Regions from separate parts of the Zea mays genome. Here region 2 is linked to region 1. Evidence: chromatin contacts called from public Hi-C data. All regions are on one chromosome and are shown on one strand. The core of a region is the stretch at or near the end of the contact, and the rest is flanking DNA. Distances in the headings are between cores, read along the strand shown.

Evidence for each region. Hi-C and Micro-C count contacts between places; a contact is called where the count stands out from the background.
Region 2: a Hi-C map of bundle sheath shows a contact between it and region 1, with 2.2 times the contacts expected there. The contact joins the promoter of LOC103653190 here to the promoter of LOC103653181 in region 1. A contact is called at or near these places in 3 of 25 Hi-C or Micro-C datasets (bundle sheath, endosperm and leaf mesophyll).

Annotation. Positions count from the first base shown.
Region 1 is chr4:44,215,534-44,221,915 of Zm-B73-REFERENCE-NAM-5.0, reverse strand. It overlaps LOC103653181 (oligopeptide transporter-like protein), which reads left to right and starts at 4,243. Exons shown (of 2, transcript XM_008680143.4): 1 at 4,243-5,078; 2 at 5,509-6,132. The coding sequence starts at 4,720. The coding sequence ends at 5,932.
Region 2 is chr4:44,963,475-44,969,147 of Zm-B73-REFERENCE-NAM-5.0, reverse strand. LOC103653190 (cytochrome b561 and DOMON domain-containing protein At5g47530) reads left to right here and starts at 3,493. Exons shown (of 3, transcript XM_008680150.4): 1 at 3,493-4,277; 2 at 5,124-5,378; 3 at 5,494-5,673. The coding sequence starts at 3,630.

The DNA.
Region 1 (6,382 bases), core at 2,994-5,493:
TTTCCTGATCACTATCATTATCGGGGCAGTTAGCGATAAAATGACCGATCTTACCGCACTTGAAGCATGAGCGCTTTCCCTTCGTCTTGGTCTTGCTTGGCTGCCCCTTGTGACCCTTTAGCACCGTCTTGAAGCGTTTGATGATGAGAGCCATCTCTTCATCATTAAGTCCGACCGCCTCAATTTGTGCCACCTTGCTAGGTAGCGCCTCCTTACTTCTTGATGCTTTGAGAGCAAAAGGTTGTGGTTCGTTGATCGGTCCATTCAAGGCGTCGTCCACGTATCTTGCCTCCTTGATCATCATTCGCCCGCTGACGAATTTTCCTAAGACTTCTTCGGGCGACATTTTGGTGTACCTGGGATTCTCACGAATATTATTCACCAAATGAGGATCAAGAACGGTAAAGGACCTTAGCATTAGTCGGACGACGTCGTGGTCCGTCCATCGCGTGCTTCCGTAGCTCCTTATTTTGTTGATAAGGGTCTTGAGCCGGTTGTATGTTTGAGTTGGCTCCTCGCCCCTTATCATCGCGAACCGTCCAAGCTCGCCCTCCACCAACTCCATTTTGGTGAGCAAGGTAGCGTCATTTCCCTCATGAGAGATCTTGAGGGTATCCCAGATTTGCTTGGCGTTATCCAAGCCACTCACTTTGTTATATTCATCCCTGCACAATGAAGCTAGAAGAACAGTAGTAGCTTGTGCATTCTTATGGATTTTCTCATTAATGAATATAGGACTATCTGAACTATTAAAGTGCATTCCACTATCTACAATCTCCCATATACTAGGATGGAGAGAAAATAGGTGACTACGCATTTTGTGGCTCCAAAATCCGTAGTCCTCCCCATCAAAGTGTGGGGGCTTGCCGAGTGGAATGGAAAGCAAATGTGAATTTGAGCTTTGCGGAATACGAGAGTAGTCAAAGGAAAAGTTAGAATTAACCGGTTTCCTTTGCTCGTAGTCGTTGTGGTCGTCGTCCTTTTGGGAAGAAGTAGACTCATCACTGTCGTCGTAGTAGACGATCTCCTTGATGCGCCTCGTCTTCTTCTTCTTCCCTTCCTTTCGTCTATGACCCGAGCCGGAGTCGGTAGGCTTGTCATCTTTGAGCTCATTGACGAAGGACTCCTTCTCCTTATCGTTGATCACGATTCCCTTCCCCTTAGGATCCATCTCTTCGGGCGGCTAGTCCCTTTCTTGAAGAGAACGGCTTTGATACCAATTGAGAGCACCTAGAGGGGGGGTGAATAGGTGATCCTGTAAAACTTCAAAACTTAAGCCACAAAAACTTGTTAAGGGTTAGCACAAGTATGGCCAAGTGGCTAGAGAGGAGTCAAAACACAATAACCACAAGAAATCAATCACAGAGATGACACGGTGGTTATCCCGTGGTTCGGCCAAGTACAAAAACTTGCCTACTCCACGTTGTGGCGTCCCAACGGACGAGAGTTGCACTCAACTCCTCTCAAGTGATCCAATGATCAACTTGAATACCACGGTGTTCTTGCTTTTCTTTTCTCAATCCCGTTTGCGAGGAATCTCCACAACTTGGAGCCTCTCGCCCTTACAAAAGATGTTCACAGAGAATCACGGAGCAAGGGAGGGATTAGCAACTCACACACAACACAAAGATCACAACGAATACGCACACACAAGACCCAGACTTGAGCTCAAAAGACTAGCACACTAGAACGGAGCTCAAATCACTAGAATATCGAACAAGTGTGCAAGATTGATGTGTGAGTGATCAAGAGTGCTCAAGGAATGCTTGGTGTCCTCCTCCATGCGCCTAGGGGTCCCTTTTATAGCCCCAAGGCAGCTAGGAGCCGTTGAGAACACATCTGGAAGGCTATCCTTGCCTTCTGTCGTCGGGCGCACCGGACAGTCCGGTGCACACCGGACACTGTCCGGTGCCCGATTCCTTTCCATAAAAAGCTCATCCGACCGTTGCTTTCTGATGCAGATCTGCGCACAGTTGGCGCACCGGACATGTCCGGTGCACACCGGACAGTCCGGTGTATCTTTCCGACCGTTGGCTCGGCCACGTGTCGCGCGCCGATCGCGCGGCCAACCGTTGGCCCGGCCGACCGTTGGCTCACCGGACAGTCCGGTGTATCTTTCCGACCGTTGGCTCGGCCACGTGTGGCGCGCCGATCGCGCGGCCAACCGTTGGCCCGGCCGACCGTTGGCTCACCGGACAGTCCGGTGCACACCGGACCGTCCGGTGAATTTTAGCCGTACGCCGTCAGCAAATTCCCGAGAGCGAGCTCTTCGGCCGAGGGAGCCTGGCGCACCGGACACTGTCCGGTGCACCACCGGACAGTCCGGTGCCCCAGACCGAAACAGCCCCTTGGCTGTACACAGCCAAGTCTTCTCTTATCTTCTTCTATCTGTTTCTAACACTTAGACAAATATATTAGTACACAAAACCAATGTACTAAGACTTAGAAACATACCTTTGTTGTAGATTTGCACTTTGTTCATTCATGGGCATTGGTTCACATCTAAGCACTTGTGTTGACACTTAATCACCAAAATACTTAGAAATGGGCCAAGGGCACATTTCCCTTTCACTATCCACCCCATCTAGGCAACTTTCAAATATCCCGCGTGCCCCTCGGCCTACGGCGCACTCATGGCCTATCGGACTAGGTCTGAGTGTGCGGACCTTTAGCTAGGCACTAGACGACAGACCGCGTCGAACCCTAGGCTACGAAGGCCAGGGTGGGCATAGTCAAAATGATGGCGCTTGGGACCATCGCAGCCCCAAGCCATCCTCCGCGGTAAATACGAGACAGCTAGGCAGCCCCAGGCTCCATGAGTACGCATGGCTTCACCCTAGGTAGAACGCTAGTTTTACCCTTGCCTTACAGCTCCATCCCAAGGAAGACACCGCTGGTCGACCTCTCTTCTGGCCTATAAAAGGGAGGGGTTGGGAGAGTTCTTTTGGACGCTTCATAAGACAACCGGGCGACTCTGGACGCCTTCAGACGAAGCACCCACAAGGACGAACAGGAGGAGTGTCGACGAGGGCCAGAATGTCGGAGCCCTGCCGCCGAGCCAAGACTTAACTAGGACTCCACCTTGTAGCTTCTAAGCTCCACTTCCACCCAAAAAAAGAGACTTGGGAGCGTCTCCTCCATCTCTCGCCCGCTTGTAACCCCTACTACGGGTTTTGATCATTAATGAGCTCGGTAGTGCAAGCCACCGGTGACTGGAAGTAGGGAGGTTCTGCCCGAACTAGTATAAATCTTGTGCCTACCACGCACACCCTCCCGAAACGCGCAGAATAAATTTATTTGTCGGAACGAGATTCGAAACACCGACACACGTCGATCTCTGGCCTCCGTAGCCTGGGTCTCGACGCGGCTCGTCGTGTTGCAGGCCCTACAGATGGCCAGTGCGCTCAATCCTAGGGTTGATAGGTTGAGTGGACCGGAACACTAGGACTCGTAGGTCATAAGTGAAAGGTGGATCGACTTGTAAATCGGTGTCCGACACAGTAAACGTGACTAGTCACTTACGACGGGTCAGGAGCAGAATCCACTCGAGTGGCTTCCTCTTTCGCCCAACCCACTTTAGACTCGTGCCTTGGGACTATCCGAAACTGATCTTTTCGTGGTCCTTTTAGGGCTTGTTCGTTTTGGAGTGGATCCCCTCAGTCCACTCCAAAACGAACAAGCCCTTACTGGGCTAGTGGGCCCTACACACGCGGCGGGATCTTCTCAAATCCCCGGACGGTGTGCGAGAAGTACTTCTCCATCAACCGAGCCCTGCATCGACAGACAGACACCATTGTTTTTTACCTCCTCCTCCTCCTGACAGCGCGTTAACCGAACCTGGCGCGGAACACCTCGCTCGTTCACGCGCCGTCCATATCGTCTTCCACCGAACCCCACGAGAAAATCCTGAGAGCGATCGCTCCAGCTCGCGCTAATCCTCTTCCCCGGCTCTGTCGTAACGCCTGACAAACAAAATAGACAGAGGAGCACCAGCCACGTCACGCACGCGCGTACACTGCACATACGTACGTACGGAGCGTGTGGTCCAGCCTGCGCTGTGCTGTGCTGTGCTGTACGTACATCGTATGCCTAAGTAAAGTGACGTGTCGATGTCGTGCGCCCGAGTGTGCTGGTCCAACCTTACCTGCGTGTGGCCGAGCATGTGGCGCAGGTACCGTGTGCGTATACCGTACGGGGAAAAGATACTGACGGTGGGGGTTTGCTCTCTCCCTGATCCGAGCCTACGTAGCGCGGCTCGCGGGACCGGCGGGCCCACGCGGCAGCGAGCGACAGAGACGAGACCGGCTACCTCATCCACCCCCACCAGGTGCACTGCACTGCACACCTCGCTCGCCGCCGGTCGGTCGTCTCCTTCTCTCTCTCTCTCCGTCCGACTATACAATACAATTCCACTGCGTGGCAGGGTCCAGCTCCTTATCCTGTCCCCCTCGCCCCTTTCCCTTCCCCGCCCGTCTCCTCCCCCTCCCTGCCTCTCCGCCCACCCACCCACTGACCCACCCACCCATCTCGCTCGCGCGCGCCGGGATTTCTCGCCTTCGCTCAATCGCTCCGCGGCTCTCCTCCTGCGCGCCGGCCGGTCGATCCGGGCGCCGGGGCCCGAGGTGCGCCGCGGCGGAGGCTCTGCCGGGCCGGATTCGCTGATCGGTCGGTTGGTAGGTTCGGTTGTTAGGTAGGTAGGTAGGTTGGTTGGTCGCGGGCATGTCCACGGCGGTGGCGCGGCCGGCGCACGGCGGCTTCCGGCAGTCGGGGAGCGGGAAGCCGGATCCGGAGGACGCGGACAGGATGAGGGACGCCAACGGGTACTTGGTCCAAGAACGTGAGAAGGAAGAGGAAGAGCGTGGCGGTGAGGCGGCGGCGGCGGGGAGGGAGGAAGAGGCGCTGTCGGAGGCCTCGTCGATCGGCGCGGCGTCGTCCGACAGCTCCTCCATCGGCGAGAACTCCGCGTCCGACAAGGAGGGCAGCGACGGGGAGGAGGAGGAGGTGGAAGGCAAGGCGCAGGGGCTCGGCATGATGGGGCTGGCCACGCTCCAGTCCTTGGACGATGCCCTGCCCACCAAGTAAGCTGCTTGCTTCTCTGCTAATCCCCTTTCTCTTCCTGATCTGATCTACCGCTAGTATTAGTAACTGCTGCTACTGCTTGGTGTTGTTTCTTCTACTATGCCGCTAGAAATTGCTCCTGCAAAACCGACCGCTGCTGGAGACAACATGTTTTATGGATAAAAATCCGATTTTTTTGCTGCGAAAAATAATGTTCTTGTAGCGAAATTGTAAGAGGCTGGTTTAGATCCGAGTAGAGTAGCTAGCAATGACAAGAGATGTGTACATAGAAAAGAAGAGAAGTGTTTTTTCTTCCCATCCTTAGCAGCAGTCGTGGTTTTGACAGCAGCAATGCATTTCCCTGCTGATCCTCTCTTTCTTGCCCTATAATGAGAATAGTAATAATATATAATCCTTGAACACCGAACTAACCGAGGAACGAATTCGTAGGCGGGGCCTGTCCAACTTCTACGCGGGCAAGTCCAAGTCGTTCACGAGCCTGGCGGAGGCGGCTGCGACGGCGGCCGCCAAGGAGATCGCGAAGCCGGAGAACCCGTTCAACAAGCGGCGGCGCGTGCTGCGGGCGTGGTCGCGGCGGCGGGCGTCGTGCAGCGCGCTGGCCACCGCGTACCTGCCGCCGCTGCTGGCCCCGGACCACGCGGTGGTGGAGGAGGACGACGAGGAGGGCGCGGACGACGAGGACGAGGACGAGGGCCAGCACGGGCGCGGCGGGCTCAGGGGCAGGAGGCCGCCCACGTTCCCGTCCCCGCGGCTGAGCGCGCACGCCACCGCCGGCCAGATGGCGAGGGCCGGGTCGTTTCGGTCCCCGAGGTCCTTCTCCATGACGGACCTCCACAGCGCGGAGTACGAGTAGGCAGCGACAGACAGCAGCCACGATTAGAGCCAGAGCACCTCTGGTCTGTCTCCTTCCTCCTCTAGGCGCCAGAAGAGGTGCTGTTGCTGGTGATGCTGCCACTGCTGTTACATCCATTACTGCTATATGGTCATCAAGATGCATATTATATATATAAGAAGGAATTCCATTGCTTGTGCTTGCCATCGTGCCGGCCTGAATCTGAATGTCGCATGAAACATTTCTCTGTCTGAACAAACCAGCAGCACCAGGATTCAGGTTTCAGGGCTTCGCGCAAAGCCAGTGGCAGCATGCCAGCATGGGATGGATCATGGATGCCGAAAAGAAGAAAGCGAGGAGGAATGGGATGGGTCATGCATGCATGCCGAAAATAATGTTCAGGAGATGCTGGCGATGTTGTGTTTGCGTTGCTCCTCTTGCCTCTGCACCTGCTGCTGGTGACTCGCGGGA
Region 2 (5,673 bases), core at 2,244-4,743, 750 kb before region 1:
TGCGTGCGGACAGCAGCAGCGTCCTAGTCTGGCGTGGCGTCTTAACCGGGGCGCCGGAGCGGCGTCCGCGTGTGCGTGCGGCATGCAGCCATCTACCGTGTGTATGCGTGCGACGACACGAGACACGACGGGTTCCGTCGCGAGTGGCTGAGTTCAGCTTGGAGCCAAGGCAATCAAGGCGGCTTAAAGCCGCCGGCGCCGGCAACGGCAACCGCCCAGCGTTTAAAGTCCCGCGCGGTGACGTGCGTCCCGGCCCAAAGTTCGCAGCTAGGCGCGGCCCAGACCGAGTTCCCGGGTCGCTGCGGGTTCGTCACGGCCGCCCGCCGCGTGCGTTTTGGGGAAGCACGCTACCTGCTGAAACCTGAACGGTAGCAATGGGGCTGGGGCCTGGGGGCTGGGGCTTCCTGAGACCGGCGAGGCAATTGCATTGCACGGGAGAGTACCCATGGTCGTCGCACACGAGTCAGCGCTTGGGAGCCCTCAAAACCAGTAGGGGTGGAAACGGATCGAATACGCACGGATACGAATTCGAATGTTGCAGTTTACCATATTTTAGTCCGGATTCGGATACGAATTCAAATATCTTCGGATACGAATACAAAACGGATAGTCGAATATGAATTCTTATTCGAATATTTACTCAATTCAACTCAAATAGCATACTCTAAAATTTAACATATGTATATGTGAATTTTTATTTAAGTACAAGTTTATAGATAGTCAAAACAAACTTAAAAAAAATAGATTTCTCATGATACTCTATATCTAAGTCAATAAAACTATATAAATAATATTTTTAAACTATTGAATCGTGTAACAAAAGGTAAACAACAACACGTGATATTTAGTAAGTGACATTTATACAAATACAAGTAAACTAAAATTGATATAAAATAGTAAATGTACCAAGAAAAACAACTTTTTCGTTCTAAAATGAATGAATGTCTTATATAAATGTGTGTAACAAAACTTTAATGAAAACATGAAGAAATTTATATCTTTATTGTAAAGTGGAGAGTTATAGTTGAATGTTTATGGAACTTCGTTGAGATGTGTTCACTATATAGATAAAGTGGAGAGTTATAATTGAATGTTTATGAAACCTATTAAATTTTATTATTGAATATCACTAGAAATATATGATATATTTATTTATCATATAAATATTTTTTTAATATTTTAAATGATATATATCATTTTTAGTATATTATTAAACTTAAAATCATTTTTAATTAGTAATTAGTGATAAAGTTAAGTTTTAAATGGTTTCATGGAACATTTTTTTCACGAATACGGATAACATCGAATGTTTCATGGTTTTTTCGAATACGAATATGAAATCGGATAAAGAAAAGTACTATAAATCGAAATCAAATATATCCATTTGACATCCATATTAAAATCGAATACGGATACGGATATCCATATTAGCAGTTTTAGCAAATACGAATACGGATAATTTGAATTTCCAGACATCTATTTCCAGCCCTAAAAACCAGGCCTGCGACGGACCGGGAGGACGAGACAGACAGACAGACAGACTCGCACGACAGACAAACACGAGGGTGACCGGAGAGTCTGTGGCTGGCGCAGCCCGCAGCCGAGTCTCTGCATGAAGATCTTCGTCTTGGCGAGGCGGACTGACCGCCGTGGCCAACCCGCTCCAGGGTCCACAGCGCTCCTCCGCACCTCCTTCAGTCCTTCTTCATCAGTTTGGCAATTCACGTGCTCAACCTCAGATTCGGCGACTGGCCAGTGCTTCGGCTACAATGCCCTTGGTGGCAGCCCAGCGCTGACCCGACCCGACGGGCAGCAGCAGTAACAGCAATGCGTAAGCACTGACCTGGCTAACGTGCGGAGTCTGGCACGAATGTTATGCAACCTTTATGTTGGTCACTCGTTTTAGTCCGAAAGGATTTCAAAAAAAAGTCAACACAAGTTATTAAGGTTCTGATTGTAAGCACCTAGTTTTTAAGAAACTGATTTATGAAATTAAGATAGTTTCAAACATACCGATTTAGGCTATCCGCATTCATACTACTCTAAATTTCTACTCTAAAAGGAATATTCTATCCCCGTCAGCAAGATTATCTACTCTATACCACAATCTTCTACAGTCATGTTTACTCTATATCTCAACTCTATACCAACACACCGTACCCATGCTGCTGCTCTCTGCCTGTAGCTCTACCTGCAGAGTTGATGCCCGTACAGCTCTACCTCCGTCCGGTTTATTTTATTGCTATAGCGTTGATGCCCGTACAGCTCTACCTGCAGAGTTCTGGATGTGTGACTGCAAAATAGCGCAGGTGATAGCGTCCGCTGTTGCACCCTTTTCTTACTGCATGTGTGACTGCATGTGTATAGCGTATCTTTTACAGCTCGCGACTGTGCCCAGCCTTATACCTCAATTTATAGGAATTCAATTCTCAGTTTCTTAAAAACTAAGAAGCTGATTTCTCCTAGCTAAAAAAAATAAAAATTAGGTTGCCTGCTAACAGAACCTAAGTTGAAAGCTTCTCCCTCCAAAATAAAAGAAAGATGGTGCATCAGAAGGACGACAGATGAAGCTTTGAAGCGTGCTTTTAGATGGGAGCCGTTGGATAGACGAACTGCTGGGAGCTTTGTATGACAAAGCCTTTGTTCTGGAGTTGCTAGTTGATGTTTGCAATAGTTTGAGATGTCCCTTGTATCGCCTCACGAGGGGAAGCTTAATAATATGTTTGTATCTGCGTTTGTGGTTCCTGTTGTGGTCTGCTTATCCTTTTTCCTGAAAGTGCTCCATCTAGATGGGCTAGGCCAATGTGCCGGTCATGATGGATCATTTGTATCACTTGATGAACTTTGGATCCTACTACCACCATTCACAAATTTATGATACCGTTGTCTTGTCTTATTCAAAAATGTAAAATTTTAAGTCAACCACAAACTACCATAAAAACAAATCATAAAAAATGACAACTCATTTTTTTTGAATAAGACAAGTTGTCAAAGTTTTTTTAAAAGTTAACGATGCCATATATTTATGAATGGAGGGAGTATTTTATAATAAAATAGAGGGCTTTGTCTCTTTGTAAAAAAAAGCATTCGTGCTCATATAGTCATTTCGAATGTGACTAATCAGTTTTTGTGCGTATGAAGTATTCGTACGGTTTCTATATTCACAATATTTATAATATTTATTCTATATTGAAAATAAACAGTTGTGCCCCGCGCTCATTTTTGCAGACTGGGAGAGTGGAGCACAAATAAATATAAGTAATACATACTGACATTTTTTTGACTTCACTTTTCCCCTCTCAGTAACTGAAAGATCGTCAGCATCATTAACTTACGCACGGAAGATTTGTGTTGTGTAGCACAAAATACTTCTCCGTTCCATGAATGGATTCATGTAAACGGGCGCGGTGACCAATCGCAGGCATCCACCTGTCCACCGTCCTCTCCGGCCTCGTGTCCTCCTCCTTATTAACCGCGCCCACTGCCCACTGCAGAATCTGAGCTCCAACTACGGACCCAAAAATCCGCAACCCTTCTCTTTTTCCTGAGTTTCTCGTTTCCCCTCCTTGGGCTCGGAGGCTACAGTTCCTGCCCCACCCGCAAGACTGCCCCCGCGCGCGGCCGCGGCCATGTCCTTCCCGCGGCTCCTCCTGGCCGTCCTCGCCGCCACGGTGGCGGCGGCGTACGCGCCCGCGCGCGCGGCGGGCGCCGGCGCCGGTGCCTGCGCGGCGGAGAAATTGTCCAGCAACCGCGTGTTCCAGACGTGCGCCGACCTGCCCCGCCTCGGCGCGTCGCTGCACTGGTCCTACGACGCCGCGGCGTCGTCCCTGTCGGTGGCGTTCCTGGCGGCCCCGCCGTCCGCCGGCGGGTGGGTCGCCTGGGGCCTGAACCCCAAGGGCCAGAGCATGGACGGCACGCAGGCGCTGGTGGCCGTCCCCAGCGGCGGCGGCGGCGGCGGCGGCGCGTACGAGGTGCAGACCTACAGCATCTCCGGCACCTCGCTCGGCTCCCCGGGGGCCCCCCTCGCCTACCCGACGTCCGACCTCGCCGCCGAGCTCGGCGGCGACGGCCGCGTCCGGATCTTCGGCACGCTCAAGCTCCCGAACGGCACGGGCGGCGCCGAGGTCAACCAGGTGTGGCAGGTGGGGCCCTACTCCGGCGGGATCCAGATACACGAAATGAAAGGCGACAACATGAACGCCAAGGGCACGCTGAACCTCCTCACCGGCGCCACCGCCGCCGCCAGCGGTGGGGGCAGTATCCTCAGGAAGAAAAATGTGAGTCGCTCCGGCTCCGTTCCCCCCCTTTTGTCTGTTCGTGCTAAACCATCCGTTCGTTTCTTTGCTTATCACGCCCCGGTGCAAAATTTTAGAGACAATTTGATCCCATTCACAGCACAGCTCTACTAGTGTTCGATCCCTGACCCAATTTTCACCTTTTTTTAATAATAAAAAAAGAATAACCTTTTTAGCAAAGGAGCTCTTCTGTATCCACATGAAGCGTTACTGTATTCACATGAGGCACCTTCACATGAAGCGTTACTGCAACTGAAAAAAAAGAGATAATTCCTTTATCTGAAAAAAAACAAGCCACACAAATTTAAGTTTGTCGCATGTCGATGTAGGGACCGATTTAAAATTTCCAGGATTGGAAAATGCGTGAAGTCATGTTGTTCTACGATAGTCCCCGACTGAAATCAAAACCGTATTAGGGGGTGTTTGGTTACCCCAAACTAAAATTTAGCCCCCGTCACATCGAATGTTTGAACCTCCGTTTCGGGTATTAAATGTAGTCGGATTATAAAACTAATTTCTCAGCCGAAGATTAAAAGACGAGACGAATCTAGTCCAGTTGGTTGGGTCTATATTTCATACTCTTATTTGAAAGTCAAACGCTTGATGTGACCCGGGCTAAACTTTAGCAGGGGCAACCAAACACCCCCTTAGTCCTAGTCCGTACGGCAGGCAGCGTTTGCTGACCGTGTGACAGACTGACAGTACATCAGGCTCCTGTCTTCCTCACCCGTACGTACGTACACTACGGATTTCGACGCACTGCTATTACTATACTGTCCAGTAGTAGATCGAACTGATTAACTGAAACCGTTCTGATCCGGCACGCAGACGCACGGGATCCTGAACGCCGTGAGCTGGGGCCTCCTGCTGCCCATGGGCGCCACCTTCGCTCGGTACCTCAAGACGTTCAGGTCCGCCGACCCGGCCTGGTTCTACCTCCACGTGGCGTGCCAGCTGGCCGGGTACGGCGTCGGGGTGTCCGGCTGGGCCACCGGCATCCACCTCGGGAACCTGTCCAAGGGGATCACCTACTCGCTCCACCGGAACATCGGGATCACGGTCTTCGCCCTCGGCACTCTGCAGGTAACTGACTCCACACTTCACAGCGCAGCGCAGGCGCAGCACACACCCATGACCCATCCTTCCTTCTCATGGCTTTGGCTTTGCTCTGCTCTGCTTTGCTTTTGGCTGCTAGTAGGTCTTTGCGCTGTTCTTGAGGCCGAAGAAGGAGCACAAGTACCGGGTGTACTGGAACGCGTACCACCACTCGGTGGGGTACACGGTGATCGTGCTGGGCGTCGTCAACGTCTTCAAGGGCATGGCCATCCTGGACGTGGAGCGGAGGTGGAGGACGGGCTACGTCGCCGCCGTCTCCGTG